Linked DNA regions of Mus musculus: regions 2, 3, 4 and 5 are each linked to region 1. Evidence: chromatin contacts called from public HiChIP or PLAC-seq, Micro-C and promoter capture Hi-C data. All regions are on one chromosome and are shown on one strand. The core of a region is the stretch at or near the end of the contact, and the rest is flanking DNA. Distances in the headings are between cores, read along the strand shown.

Region 1 (2,809 bases), core at 178-2,677:
GTCTCTGGTAATTAATACAATTTTCTGGTGTAGTAAGAAAACAAGCACAGAGCCGGGCGTGGTAGCGCACACCTTTAATTCCAGCACTCGGGAGGCAGAGGCAGGCAGATTTCTGAGTTGGAGGCCAGCCTGGTCGACAAAGTGAGTTCCAGGACAGCCAGAGCTATACAGAGAAACCCTGTCTCGAAAAACCAAAAAAAAAAAACCAAAAAAAACCAAAAAAACAAACAAAAAAAACCCCAAAAAACAAAAACAAACAAACAAACAAACAAAAAACAAGCACAGGCAAGAAGGAAAAGAATGAGCCGGGCGTGGTGGTGCATGCCTTTAATCCCAGCACTTGGGAGGCAGAGGCAAGCGGATTTCTGAGTTCCAGGACAGCCAGCGCTATACAGAGAGAAACCCTGTCTCGAAAGACCCAAAAAAAAAAAAAAAAAAAAAAAAAAAGAAAAAAAAAGAAAAGAAAAGAAAAGAAAAGAAAAAGAAAAAAAAAGAATGAGCATGTTGTGTTTCAAAACTGAAAACTGAAATTCGAATTTCATGTAATTTGCGCATGCTCCAAAAAGGCATTCATCTTTTGATGGTTTTTATTTTTTAATTTTTTTTTTTATTTTTAGGTTTCTTTGAGACAGGGTCTTACAGTATATCCCTGGCTGCCCTGGAACTCACTCTGTAGACCAGGCTGACCTTGAACTCAGAAATCCGCCTGCCTCTGCCTCCCAAGTGGGTGCACCACCACAGCTGCCCCGCTTTCTGATGTTTTTCAAACAACAAACACAAAACAAACAAACCGAACCTGGGACATCTGTTCTGAGTTTCCTTCCTGATAAAAACAGCCGGCTGATTTGGATTTGTCCCAGAGGCAGCTTTAAGGTTGTTTCAAATTCAGTAGCTAGGTCGTTTTCTAAGTGCAAGGGGCAAGCTTGTGTGCTTATGCAAAAGCTACACACTTGAGAGGAGCTGTCATAGCTGTAATACAGGTGGGCAAACAGTTTCCTAAAGGACTGGGAACCATCTCTGGCCCTGGGCCCAGGCTAGCTGAAGCTCCATTTTTTTTTTCCTTCTTTCTCTCTTATCTATGCCCCTCCCACCCTTCCCACCCCCACTCCTACCTCCTCTCCCTAAGCAGCCACGTTTAACTAGCAATCCTCCTGCCTCAGCCCCCGCTCCCACCCCACCCTATCCCCACCCCCGAGGGAATGCTGGAATGGACGAAAGGCCTGGCTTTGGGTTCCCAAATCTCGCAGGTCCAAGATTTCAGGGGTGGGCATCACCACTGCCTGATCGTCCCAGCTCAGTCCCTCCGCCCGCGGCAGTCACTAGGGGCGCCCGAGTGAGAGAACGCGCCCAGGGGCCTTGAGGAACCAATCAGATCGGCGCTACGCCGCGCGGCTGACCTCGCGTCCACCCTTGGCAGCCAATCACAGGTCGCCGTGGGCTAGTGCGCGCCGGCCGGGGCTTTGGTGTTGGAGCGGCGGGGCCCTGGAGGTCGTGGTGCGGGGCTTCCCGCGCAGCGCCTCGCGGGCCGGGGCGTCCGGGGGAGGCTCAGGTACGCCTGCCGGGAGGTAAGGACAGGGGCGTGGTGCTGGTGACCTCTGCGGGAGCGACCGGGAGGGGACGCCGGGTGAGGGCCTTCTGCGAGTCCCGGGGAAGCGAGCGTGGCTAGGCCGGGAGCCCAGAGACCCCTTCCTGGCAGCCTCCCTCTCCCACGAACCCCCCAGTCCTGGGGCTGGGCCTGCACCCCTTAAATGCCATTCCCATCGCCGAGGGCCCCTCACCTAAAGTCCTGGAGGCTGCAGACCTCGCTACTGGGCTCTCCGACGCCTGCCTCGAAGCTCTGCCACTAGGGAAGGAGGAGGGAGGACCACTTCGTTGAGACCCATTCAAAAAAGTAGGTACAGACGAAATCCGGGTTTGTAGATTAAGTCCCACTCCCAGTTTGGAGATCTGCAGGCCCTTGGAGGCTTTAAAAAGCCATTTTTCTGCGCCCCTCCCCTTCCCATACAGCAATATCTTGTTTATTTTGTTGGCTTTGTGCCCCCTTTGAGCCCCAGTGCAGCTCTCGGGGCTCCTAGCTAGCTAGTTTTGCTTTGAGCAGTGCTCGGTGGGTTGTGTTGTTTTGTTTACTGGGCTATGGTGTTGGAAGGTAGCGTATAAGGTGCTTATAATAACCACACAGACGACAGGGTTGAGGGAGTAGCTTAGTTGGTGGAGTGCTTGCTTGCCTAGTACTACACAAACCGGTTGTGATGACCTCGCACCCAGTACTTGGTTAAGAGGAGACAGACGGCTGTTTCTTTCGTATCAGAGCTAACAAAACGGAAAATAAGCATGAAATAACTGGTAGGTAGTGAAATGGAGTAAAATCTTTTAACACGTAAAATGTAACTAAATCTTAAGAGGTTCTCTGTCTGTCTGATTTACCCCAAGTATGTGACTTGCAGCTCTTGGACTCTCTGAAGCTATTAAAAGTTACAGCGTATATCTGCGGTAAGAGAAAAGGTCTACCTCATTTTCTGACTTCTGTTTGCTGCTGTGATTTGATAAAAAAAAAAAAAAAAATCATTACCATGGGTGATAGCAGAAGGCAGAGGCAGGCGAATCTCTATGAGTTTGAGGGCAACCTGGTCTACAGCGGTAGTAACAGGACAGCCAAAGCTACCCTGTCTTGAAAACAGACAAAGGAACAAAAATTAGTGTTTTGGAATTTCCTGCGGAAATCACAATGGTAAGATAAGTTCAGGACAAGTAGAATTTTGGAACTTTTTTGTTTTGTTTTTGTTTTTGTTTTTCGAGACAGGGTTTCTCT
Region 2 (2,700 bases), core at 66-2,565, 310 kb after region 1:
TTCCAGAAGACCTGGGTTCAAGTCACAGCACCAACATGAATCTAGGACCCAATTCTGGCCTCCAGGGAACACCAGGCACGCATAAGATATACAGACAAACATGCAGGGGAAATGCATATATTTAAAAAGAAAAAGAGAATTCTCAAAAACTCACTAAACCTACCACAGCAAAGCTTAACAATCTAAATGGGGTGGGGTGGGGGGGTGATGGATTCTAACAAGTTCTAATTGCATTTAAGTCTCAAAAGCAGAGTTAACAAGCACAGATGCTTTTCCACCAGGGTTGGAGGTCAGTTTATGGAGAACAGAACTCTTTTCCCAGGCGTCCAAATTGAGGGCGCCACTCCCATCTCTGGAGTTCTATTATTTCCCTAGTCTGTTTCTAACAACCACTTATTTGACTTTTTAACTTTTTAAAAATCCTCACCTAGAGAGGGCTGTCGGGTTGGCCCGGCGAGCACTTGCCCTCTAATCTGACAACCTGAGTTCATTCCCAGAACTCACAAGGTGGAAGGAGAGCACCAGCTCCCAGCTCCGTGCAAGCTGACCTCTGACCTCCCCACGCAGGCACCGTGACCCTTGCCTGTCCCCCACCTCCTCCCCCAGTGTAATTGTATCAAAATTCCGTAAAGGAATAAACCTTTTAAGTGTTAAACACGTTTTACATGTTTATAGGTTAATGCACTTCAGCCTCATAATCCACAAGGCGCAAGTGTACTTTTGCTTCGTTTTCTAGATGAGGAAACTGAGGCTCACGAGGCAGTCTGAGGTTCCAGGGGTGGGGCTCGGCTTCTGCATCCCGGGCTTCCTGCTGGCCGACAGGCTGCAGGGCACACGCTGGAAGCCCGGACCTGGACCGTGGCCTTGACGGTCGGGCAGCAAGAGTGCGCCTAGGCCCACCTCCCAAGCCAGTCCCTCCCGGTGTCCTTCGGAGGCCGGGCACCCGCCAGTCTGCAGAAGCTGGCGGGCTCTCCGGCGAGCGGCCCAGACAGGGATGCCGAGGAGAGGCCGGCGGGGATCCCGTATGAGGGTACCCGCAGGTTCCGGGGGTGACGCTCCCGGAGGTCCCTGGGCGGGGTCTCGGGCGAGGGTCCCTGGCGGGGTGGGGGGTGGGGGGAACCCGCGGCTCACCTTCGGACAGCTCCAGCTCCAGCTCCGCCAGGCTCTCGAGCACCTCGGCGGGCAGCGGCGCCGCCTCCAGAGGGCATCCGCGGTCGGCCATGGCCGGTGGCTCAGGCGTTCCCCCAACCGGGGCCTGCAGACCCGCAGCGGCCGCCCGCAGCCGGCAGCGGGCGGGGCGCGGCCGGGGCTGCTTCGCAGGGGCGCGGGCACGGGCGCGAGCGCGGCTGGCTCCGGCTCCGGGAGCGCGCTGGGGACGCGCGTGCGCGGCTGAGGGGCGGGGCAACGCTTGCGCGGGTACGCCGGGCCGGCCCCGCCCAGCAACTTTAAAGGCTCGGTTCCATTGGCCAATAAGACACGCCGGAGCAGCCCGGAGCTTTACTCCGCTTCGGGGTGCGAGAGGAGCGGCGGGCGGGAGAGCTGGACAGAGGCGCCTCGGGAGACGTGCGACCCCACCGAACGGACTTCAATGTCGCCCAGGTGACCCTCCTCCGGGATCCCCACCTTCTTCTTCCTCAGGAGCCCTGCTGGCACGCTTAATTCTGTCCGCGTTCCTGCTATGGTATCAGCTAACTCTGGCGGGTTTTCTGCCGCCCTTAAAGTGTGTTTGCTTATTCCCTTTCACAATAACCCTGGAAGCACTCTGACATTGACCAAGAAGGAGCTCTGGCAGTGTCTCAGTCCTTGAGATGTCCTTGGGGCATGGAAGCATAGATCTGACATGTTGGAAACCTTAGTGGGATTTTTGAAGGAGCTATTCTCAGAGTGGCGGTATATATACACATATACGTATAAACATGTATATACATACATACATACATACTTACATACATATATATACACACACACACACGCACACACACACAATTTTATTTCTACTACTCATTAGCCACCCTCTTGCCACTGTCTACATATATTAAAAATCCCAGGTAGGCAACAAAAAAGACCATTTTGGAGGCTTTCAGTGAGCCTAATATTACATCCACAAGGAACAGCATAGGAAGGTGTCCCCAACTGATTTTAAAACATCTGATTTGAGCTGACTAATCTGGTTATACAGGCAGGAGGTGTGGTATGCAAACGAGGGACTATTTATTTCCGCAGGTCACAGGTTTATATAGGAAGCAGTCACAAGCTTTGCATGAAAGCTGGTCAACACTTCTCACGTTTCTCTGATCAATGGTTTCTTCTAAGGAAGTGTTCCCTGTCCTCTTGAATGAATAATAGCTGCCGAAAGTTTACTGGTCGAGAAAAAAAAAAGCATCTGGGCTTCGCCTTTCGAGGCGGGTGCACTGTCTGGAGTGGGTGTGGCCAGAGCAAGGTTTCCTGGACCAGGTCTCCTGGATTCAATTGTAGTAGATTAGCTTGCTGCTGGAGTATTTTCACATTGACTGTAAAGTACGGAAAACAGCCAGACTTGAAGGCATTCCAGCAGGTTGCTGGGGAAGGAGCTGCTTAGCTGACAGTCCCTCACTCTAGGCTGCCAGGAATCAGGAAGGGAATGATGTCCTTGTCCTTCAAAGAGCTGAATTTTTATTTATTGACGTCGGAACAAAAAAGTGTTTACAATAAAGACTTAAA
Region 3 (2,802 bases), core at 85-2,584, 470 kb before region 1:
TCTCTCTCTCTCTCTTGCATTATAGGTTGGTCCTGAACTTGCTTTATAGCTGAGGATGACCTTGAACTCCTAATCTCTTGCCTCCCCCTCCCAAGTGATGGGGAATACAAACATACACCACCATGCCTGGTTTATCCTGTTTTCTGGGGACAGAGCTGAGTCCTCTCAAATTCCATAATATCGAACTGCATCCCTAGCCCCGCCTTCTCTCAGCTTTCTGTCTGGGTCCTGGCTCATCATTTCTCCCAGCTTCTCTAACTCTAAGCGGCTACTACCTTCACGGTGGGAGGGAGCATCAGCTACAGCCGAGGGTGAAGAGGCTGAGTAGGAAGTGATTTGCCTAGGGGTCATGCTGGGACAGGCATCCCTGTCTCCCTAGGGCAACTCAGGGCTCAGGAAATCTGGCTAAGGTACCGAATGTGTCTCCCAAAGGGCCAGATGTGGCGATGCAATGTACAAATGTGGTTGTGTATCCTCGGTGGGCTCAAGCTGCCTGTCAGAAAGGTGCGTGCGCTGTGGCTTTGTCTGGGCTGTTATGGTATCTGTCTCCTGACCATCGGGGCTACGCCTCCCAGGACCTCTTCTCCCAGATCTGCTGCTTCCTTTCTTCCTGCAGGATGGGGAGCTGCATTCTTCCCATTGTCCTTTAGTGAGAGATGCCCACTCCGGCTCTCGAAAAGGTCCAAATCTGGGCTCTTAGCTCCAGACTGGAGGTCCCTCAACACACACACTCAACACGTCAGACTTCAAATCCCAGTGTCCCAACGTGCCAGCCCCATCTTTAGCAAGCAATCCACCAGCCCCACCTGGCCCCCCACTTTAATCTGCAACCTCCCTCCAGGCAAGAAGCACAACGCCTGCAAACCCCGCGTGCCGCTAGAAACGCACCCACCCCTGAGCCCGCAACCCCGGCCCCTCCCTGACACCCTCAATCCCGGGCCGCCCCGCTCTTTCTCTCGCCTGGCGCAGGAGGCGCAGCAGCTGCCGAGCGCGCTCCGGCCGCCGCTCCCGAAGCGTGGACTGGATCTCTCGCAGCCAGCGCACCCGGCGCTCGTAGGGCGCGGGCCCCGCACTCGGCGCCGCAGGGGCATCTGCTCTCGCCCGCCGCCCCAGCCGCGCCCCCATGGCCGCCGCGGGCGGGCGCCGGGAGGATGGAAGGGAGGCGGGTTAGCCGCGCCGCGCCCCGCCCGGGATGCGCGGGATGGGCAATGCCGGGTCTACGGCTGCGCGCCCAAGCACTGGCCGCCAGCGTGGAGCCCAGGGTCACTCCTCTTTGGCAGAGGTTTCGTTGTCGAGGGCCCCGCCCGCGTACGACCTGGTGTTGGAGCTCTTCCCGGGAGCAGCCAGGGCGGACGCTGCGGAGGACAAGGTGGCATTTGGCACCTCTCAATCATGTGGCCCCAGTCGGGGCTGACTTGGGGGGGAAAATCGTCGTCTGTCTGTACAAAAAGTGCTTCAGGCGGGTGAGGGTGCTTTAGGCAAAGCCTGCACCCTGTTTCAGGAATCGCCCCTGCAAGCAAGTGGATCCATCTGCCTTGTCCACTCAGTGTGGGTGTTAGCAGCCTCGGCAAATACCGGATGATACTTACTGCTCAGAGGAGGACAGAAGCAGGCCTAGGCAGGCTGAGCATAGTTGGCTTCCTCTGATCCCCCCATGCCTGAGAGATGAACAGGCTAAGCCCAGCTCTGGGCAGCCTGGCGCCAGGCCCTGCATATATGTTCCTGGTTCTAAAGGGTCCCTGACTCCTCTGAAGAGCATCTAGCTCCTGTGGGGGTTTCCTCAGCAGTTCCTGTTGGAAGCCTGATGCTCGATGCAGCCACACACGATCCCGGTTTCTCATATTACAGAGGAGGGGGCTTTTGTGGCTTTGCACTCTAGACTCTGCCCCCCTCACCCCTCCTCCTAATTAAAAAACATGTGTCCGGCCTGAGTCTGGGATGCACGGCGGGGCAAGTGTGCAAGCCTAGCTGAAGGATGTGAGAGTAGACCCATCCTAGGGCATTTAGTGAGAGATACCTGCCAGAATCCTTCCTTTGGGTCAAGCAATGCTTGACCAGAAACTGAAGGTAGAGGTGAGAGACTGGATGTCAGGCTTTGTGATGCCCTAGGACTGAGACCCTCAGACATGGCAGAAGTCAGCATCCTTCCTGATTCTTGGACCTTCTTCCCCCGCTACCCTCCACGCAGCCTCCCATCCCCTCCTCTGCAGCATCATTGTCCTAGGGCCGGCCACCTTGGCACGACAGGTTTCCTCCCTGGCAAACCTGCATGACGACCCAGTCTGCCCTCTGCCAGGGCCAAGGCTGTGGCTGAATTGACAGTGTGCGAATGCCAGAGCTTTGAGCTTCCAGTCCAAGTATCCCAGGGCCTTCTCAGACCCCCTTGTCCAGAGCTGAGAGCCAGGTAAACCCTCTTCTTCCCTGCATCCTCGGGGCTGGAGACAGACATGGATTCCTCCCAGATCCTGACCGTGTTGTTTCCGGAGGCTAAGCCAGGGCTAGGCATCATACCTTGGAGTGCGAGAAGAGGAAGGTGGGAGCCAAGGGGGAGGAGAAAGCAGGGAGGGAGGGAAGGCTGGACACTAAGCTAGAAAGAAAGGAGCTGGCCTGGACTGGAAGTGTCACAATGCCTAGAACTTAGTCCTGTGGCAGGTAGAGGACTGCCCCCACACCCAGCTCCTCCTCTGTGACTCTCCCTGGCGGAGAAATTCCTAGAGGACCTTTTTCTTTTTTTCCAGGAAAAAAGGAAGTGTGAATTCTGGACCCAGATCCCTGGGCGAGCTTTCGTTCGCCTGCTATCCT
Region 4 (2,764 bases), core at 263-2,762, 500 kb after region 1:
TTTTGTAGACCAGGCTGGCCTTGAACTCAGAAATCTGCCTGCCTCTGCCTCTGGAGTGCTGGGATTAAAGGCGTGTGCCACCACGCCCAGCTCAAACTGACTTTTCTATTGTGAATTTTAAAAACTTAATGTGTACGGGTGTTTTAACCAGCATGTATGTACTTACATCTCACACATGCCTGGTGACTGAGGAGGTCAGAAAATGGCATTAGATTCCTTAAAACTGAAGTTATAGATGGCTGTGAGTCACCATGTGGGTGCTATAAACCAATTCCAGGTCCTCTGAATGAGCAGCAAGTGCTCTTACGCACTGGACTTAAGTATTGGCCTCCAGTCCCCAAATCAATAGTCTGAGGCAAGGCTCAGTTAAAATGCCTTGTCTTATATCTTTACAAGTTTCTAAACTGGGCAAAGAAGAGGTTAGTGTTCTTGACTAGCCATCTAAAATTCCGATTTTCCATCTAGGGAAGGTGTGTGAGTGTTCTTTGCCTCTTACTTCTTCCTTCTCTGATTTGTGGTTCATGGCCCCTTCCTTGGCAGCGTTTTGAGGGCTAGGTGCAGGGAGGCTATCGGGTTTGGGTAGTTGTAAGTAAGTCGGCACTCTGTAGGACACACTGTACCGCTGGGAGTTCTTGGAATTATATTTTTCTGATCTCTGGTCGTCATTCCTGCATGCCAGCAATGCTTCTCAAATACTATCTGTTCAAATGTTCTTCATTGCACGTCTCTACTAGATTCTGCCGGCATACCACAGGCTTTCCTGCTTCCCTCTCTACTGTCAAACATAATCAAGGCTTTTCCCCCTTTAACTTGTAGGACTCCAAGCTCCAGGTATCCTGAGAGTAGTGCTGTGGCTAGGGAAGTGGAACTCTACCTGCTAATGGGAGTCAGGACACAGCCCTCTGCACACTCTGCAGCTGCTCCCTGTGAGGAGCCTGTGCCCGCTTTCTGAGAACACTACTCTGACCCTCTTCCCAACTACGTGTCATCATAGTTTCCTCCTCCCTTCACTCGGGTCAAGGCCCCTGCCCCATGATGGTCCATGTGGTGCCTCGGATCAACGCTAGTTTCACCTCAGGTCACTCATGCCTCTTCCGTACTTCTGAAGCACTCGTGGTTTCCGCGGCCTCTTTCCTGCATGTCGGAGGGGCCATTTTTCACCAACCCTGTAGGTATCCCGGCTCAGAACACCCAGACCAGAAGTCCAAGGCTGTCATCAATAAGGATCTAGAGGGGCCGGCCCCGCCCCCCATCCCGCCCCGCCCCTCCAACGGGCCTGCCCCTCCCACAGGCCGTCCTCGCCCACAGGCCGGCCTCTTTCATAGGCCCCGCCTCCAAAGCGCTTCCCGCCCCGCAGCCACGCCCCCTGGTGCCCTCGCGGCGTCGGGCGGCCCTGCGCCCAGCCACTGTGGTCGCGGTGCGTCTCTCGTGCCCACCTGGTGATGCTCTGATTGGCCGAGCTCGCATCGGCCCACCCAGTAGTTCCGGTCGGCCGAGGCTCGCGCCTGCGCAGTGCACTAGGCTGTCAGGTAAAGGGCTGGCAAGCGGTGGCAGAGAGTAGTGCTGTCATGACTGAGGGCACGTGAGTCGCGGACCCTGGGCTTCCCGCGGGTGTTGCGAGGGACGCGGCAGGGCGGTGGCAGGGAAGGTGTCTGGACAGCAGGGTGGCATGGCTGGTGGCTCTGCATGCCTGGATTGCAGGCATCCCACCTGGGCGGAGTCTAAGGAAGGCTGCTTCCTCTCGCTGGTCCCCTCAGGTGTCTGCGGCGTCGTGGGGGACCCTATAAAACTGAGCCCGCCACCGATCTCACCCGCTGGCGGCTCCAGAATGAGTTGGGTCGGCAGAGATGGACTTATTATCAAGCGGAGGACGACCCTGGTCGAGAGCAGACCGGGCTAGAGGCCCACTCTTTGGGACTGGACACAGTAAGTGATGTGATTCTGAAAGCACCATTCCATCCCAAGACTGGAAGCCATCACTGATCAGCCTACACCGTGCCTTCCTGAGCCAGAGCTCTGAAACAGTGGAGAGCCTTATTTAAAAAACAGGCAACCAGCCAGTAATATATGCATATGTGTAAACCAATGTATATGTGGGTATAGTGTGATATGAGGAAAAGCTGACTATAAGAGGATCAGGAAAGTTCACAAGTTATGTAAGAAGATGTAAAGCTAGTTGCTTTTCTAGTTCTAACTCTGTCATGGGCTTTGTGGTTTGGGCAATAGATTAATGCATAAAATATAGTGGGTACTGAAAGTGCATCATTTTATGGAAAGTTTCACAGTCTCCCTTTTCAAATGCCAAGGTCATTAAGTTGAGTAGACTTTGTGTTTGGTTAATTTTGGTGTGCGATGTTTTTATTAATTTGCAGGTTTCTTTTTATTTTAATAATAAGGCTTATAATTTTTTGTTTTTTAAAACAGATATGAACCTGGGCCCGGCAGGCATACCTGTAATCCTAGCCGCTGAGTAGGCTGTGACAAGGATAAAGTTTAAGATCTGCCTGGGCAGCTGAGTAGAGCTTGTCTCAGAAAATAAAGAGGCTGGGCATGGTAGTGCTGGTCTTTAATCCCGGCACCCAGGAGGCAGAGGCAGGCAGATCTTTGTGAGTTTGAGGCCAGCCTGGTCTACAGAGCAAGTTCTAGGCCAGCCAGGTCTACGTAGTGTGACCCTATCTCAAAAATGATAACAAATAAATAAAGAAGAGGGCTGCTGATGTGGGTCAGTGTTTGTGAGTGTTTGCCTCAATTCAATCTAAACAAC
Region 5 (2,700 bases), core at 21-2,520, 410 kb after region 1:
GAATTGCTGTTACTAGGCGAACCACAAAATCAACACAGCCCTTTCATGAAGGCTATAGCTATACTGTCCTGACAGTACAGGGTAGGGACACAGCCTCTGGTTCCACAGCCATGATAGCTGGCCAGAGATCCACTTCCAAAATGTTCGCACCTTCTCTTCCTCTGAATCCCCATCACCTTTCAAATAACTATCTTGCCAGGCAGTGGTCGTGCATGCCTTTAATCCCAGCACTTGGGAGGCAGAGGCAGGAGGATTTCTGAGTTCGAGGCCTGCCTGGTCTACCAAGTGAGTTCCAGGACAGCCAGGACTATACAGAGAAACCCTGTCTCGAAAAAAACAAAACAAAACAAAACAAAAAAACAAAACAACTATCTTAACAGCCACAAGTGTTCCCAGGGTAGAGTCTCAAACAAATTCAAAATCTGAGGCAGAAGGAGGTGAGAAGAGGACCCTCGGTAGTATGGCAGTTGTGGGGCCCGGCCAGAGAGCGAACAACGAAATACAACAACAGGACACCACTAGGGAGCAAAGTTCTTGGTTCCCTGGGAAAATAAAGTCTGAAGACGGTCTTTAAAAAGCCTTGGACAGTTTAGTCTCAGGAAAGTGCCTGAGCACCGGAAGCACAACAACTAAGAATGCTAGGTGACCAGGACCCGCCCATGGCGCTCGGGCCCACCTACAAGTCGTACGTCTCTGACGCTGATTGGCTGTGGGTGTAATAGGGCGGAGCGAGACAGAGGGCGCTGGATTCAAGATGGCGGCGCCTAGGAAGTGAATTCCGCAGAAGCGGCGGGAAGGACAAGCGCCCGGCAGTTCCCACTGCTCCACCGCCACCGCTTGTGTCAAGCGGCGGTCTGAGCACCGGAACCGCTTTAGGATTTCTTCCCCACCGCAAAGCTGAGAGAAGGATGCTACCGTCTAACCTTGGCTCTCCCAGCCTCCACCTTCCTGCGCCGCTGCTCCTGCTCGTCTTCCATCTCCACCTGGGCTCCCGGCGAGTCGCTCGGAGGTGACAGGGCGGCGGCGACACCGCCTTCGCTCTATTTACACTCCCTCCCTTCACCCACTCGCCTCCCCACCCCCCATACACACAACTGTCAGCTTCGCCCCGCCAATCCGGAGCCCCGTGTGGCCTTGCGCACGCGCGCTCCGCTGACGCTCCAAGGGCGGAGAGCCATCTCTCTGGTCCCCAATTGGTACGCCGACGCTCTCCACCCTCTTCATCCACGCCAATGAGCGAGGCGCGGCGTTCCCGGGGCTCGCGGGCGTTCGTCGACTGGGCGGCGGGAAGGTTTGGACAAACCGTTTTCCCGAGGCGGTGCTACCTATCGCCCTCTCCCGACAGGAGGAGGACTTACATACCAGCGGCTCTCCATGCCTCCGGTGCGCTCTGGGCACTCTCTCCCGCACTTTGCCAAAGTCGTTTTTTCTGTCGCGATGTGTTTCTGCGAACACTGGGGCATCCTCTAGGATCCACCAGCCCCCACTTTTGGTTCTCAGGTGCAGTCAACTGGGAGTCCTGCTTCCCTTCTTTGACCACTTCGGCCCCTCCTGAACACGGTCCCCTGTCTTCAATCCAAATCCAAAGAACAGAGTATAGCCAGAGTTACTCATTGAATGACACCTAAAACTTAGACCGCTGTCCCCAGTGGACCCCAGAGTTGCCACCCAGGGCCGTTTTGCATTCACGCACACGCTTCAATGTACAGAGTCGCTGTGTGTTCAGGCACCTGACTCTCACTCCATCCATCACCTCTACCAGGAAAGTCTTTCTGCCATAAGGAAATAAAGAAACTATGGTCCATTTGTAGTAAGAGGCGCGTTTAAAGCTCATCGGTGGATTACAGGAAATTAGGAGGATTGGGCCCTTGGATTCCCTAGCCGGCAGCAGGTTCTTTCTTGCCTAACATTTATTAATTTATCATTGGGTTGAAACGTTGCAGGCTGTTAACATGACTAACATAAAAGGAGAGGATCTGAGCTCCAGGATATATGTCAAGAGCTTTGCATCCTGCACGGATAGGATAGGGAAGCTGGAGAGAGGGTAATGCCTATAAGAATGAATCCTCCTGAAGAACTCAGTAGTGTGGAATTTGGGAACAGGGAAATGCCGTAAGGGCTATAAAACCTATTTTATACCAAATCTGCATGACAGCCGTTTTTGCCTTCTCTCTAGGCTGACACCCAACTTTACAAGATCCAAAAAATAAATTGTTTCACTTTCATGACTCAAAAGACTTCAAGCCTCTTAGGAAGTGTCTCTTGCACTGATGAAAACACTGAGTGGGTGGGGGTCCCTCTGGACAGACCTATCCTCTAGGATATGTTGGTCTCAGTCTTTGAGCCATGCAATATTTAAGGAATGTTTGAAGGGTGGTCGGTCATATTTTACATATCAAAACTTAAAGGACTGGAGAGATCAGCAGTTAAGAGCATTAGCTGCTCTTCCAGAGAACCCCCAGTTGATTCGCAGTACCCAATGGTGGCTCACAATTGTTACTCCAGTTCAGAGGATCTGATGCACACCTCTGGCTTCTGAGGGCACCAAAAACTCATGTGGCGCACATTGGTACCCATAAAATAATTTTTAAAGTATAAATAAATACCTAATAATATTTATTTCTTTGAACTATGAGTATGTTTGTGTCTCTGTGTGGAACTGGCAGGTATCCTTAGAGGTAAGAAGAGGGTGTTAAATGC

What was found. A called contact is a pair of places that touch in the nucleus more often than the background predicts. HiChIP or PLAC-seq counts read pairs in DNA pulled down with a chosen protein or histone mark. Capture Hi-C pulls out chosen DNA fragments and counts their contacts.
Region 2: a contact with region 1 is called in a promoter capture Hi-C map of adipose tissue. The contact joins the promoter of Dip2a here to the promoter of Zfp280b in region 1. A contact is called at or near these places in 1 of 484 Hi-C or Micro-C datasets (CD8 T cells), 1 of 115 datasets of contacts at active chromatin or transcription factors (memory CD8 T cells) and 1 of 9 other capture datasets (adipose tissue).
Region 3: a contact with region 1 is called in a promoter capture Hi-C map of adipose tissue. The contact joins the promoter of Lrrc75b here to the promoter of Zfp280b in region 1. A contact is called at or near these places in 2 of 39 promoter capture datasets (the C10 cell line and pre-B cells), 1 of 115 datasets of contacts at active chromatin or transcription factors (large pre-B cells) and 2 of 9 other capture datasets (adipose tissue and liver).
Region 4: a contact with region 1 is called in a Micro-C map of embryonic stem cells, with 4 times the contacts expected there. The contact joins the promoter of Lss here to the promoter of Zfp280b in region 1. A contact is called at or near these places in 3 of 484 Hi-C or Micro-C datasets (CD4 T cells, CD8 T cells and embryonic stem cells) and 1 of 115 datasets of contacts at active chromatin or transcription factors (memory CD8 T cells).
Region 5: a contact with region 1 is called in an H3K4me3 HiChIP or PLAC-seq map of embryonic stem cells, with 6 times the contacts expected there. The contact joins the promoter of Pcnt here to the promoter of Zfp280b in region 1. A contact is called at or near these places in 1 of 39 promoter capture datasets (erythroid cells), 2 of 484 Hi-C or Micro-C datasets (both in embryonic stem cells) and 2 of 115 datasets of contacts at active chromatin or transcription factors (embryonic stem cells and memory CD8 T cells).

Annotation. Positions count from the first base shown.
Region 1 is chr10:76,031,185-76,033,993 of GRCm38.p6, forward strand. Zfp280b (zinc finger protein 280B) reads left to right here and starts at 1,428. Exons shown (of 2, transcript NM_177475.3): 1 at 1,428-1,565.
Region 2 is chr10:76,343,976-76,346,675 of GRCm38.p6, forward strand. It overlaps Dip2a (disco interacting protein 2 homolog A), which reads right to left and starts at 1,316. Exons shown (of 38, transcript NM_001081419.2): 1 at 1,132-1,316. The coding sequence starts at 1,222. Gm40699 (a long non-coding RNA gene) reads left to right here and starts at 1,320. Exons shown (of 2, transcript XR_871838.2): 1 at 1,320-1,599.
Region 3 is chr10:75,558,996-75,561,797 of GRCm38.p6, forward strand. Lrrc75b (leucine rich repeat containing 75B) reads right to left here and starts at 1,335. Exons shown (of 4, transcript NM_198860.2): 1 at 961-1,335. The coding sequence starts at 1,125. It also overlaps a transcript of Ggt1 not described here.
Region 4 is chr10:76,530,093-76,532,856 of GRCm38.p6, forward strand. Lss (lanosterol synthase) reads left to right here and starts at 1,513. Exons shown (of 22, transcript NM_146006.2): 1 at 1,513-1,582; 2 at 1,758-1,926. The coding sequence starts at 1,569.
Region 5 is chr10:76,441,642-76,444,341 of GRCm38.p6, forward strand. Pcnt (pericentrin (kendrin)) reads right to left here and starts at 1,271. Exons shown (of 42, transcript NM_008787.3): 1 at 924-1,271. The coding sequence starts at 977.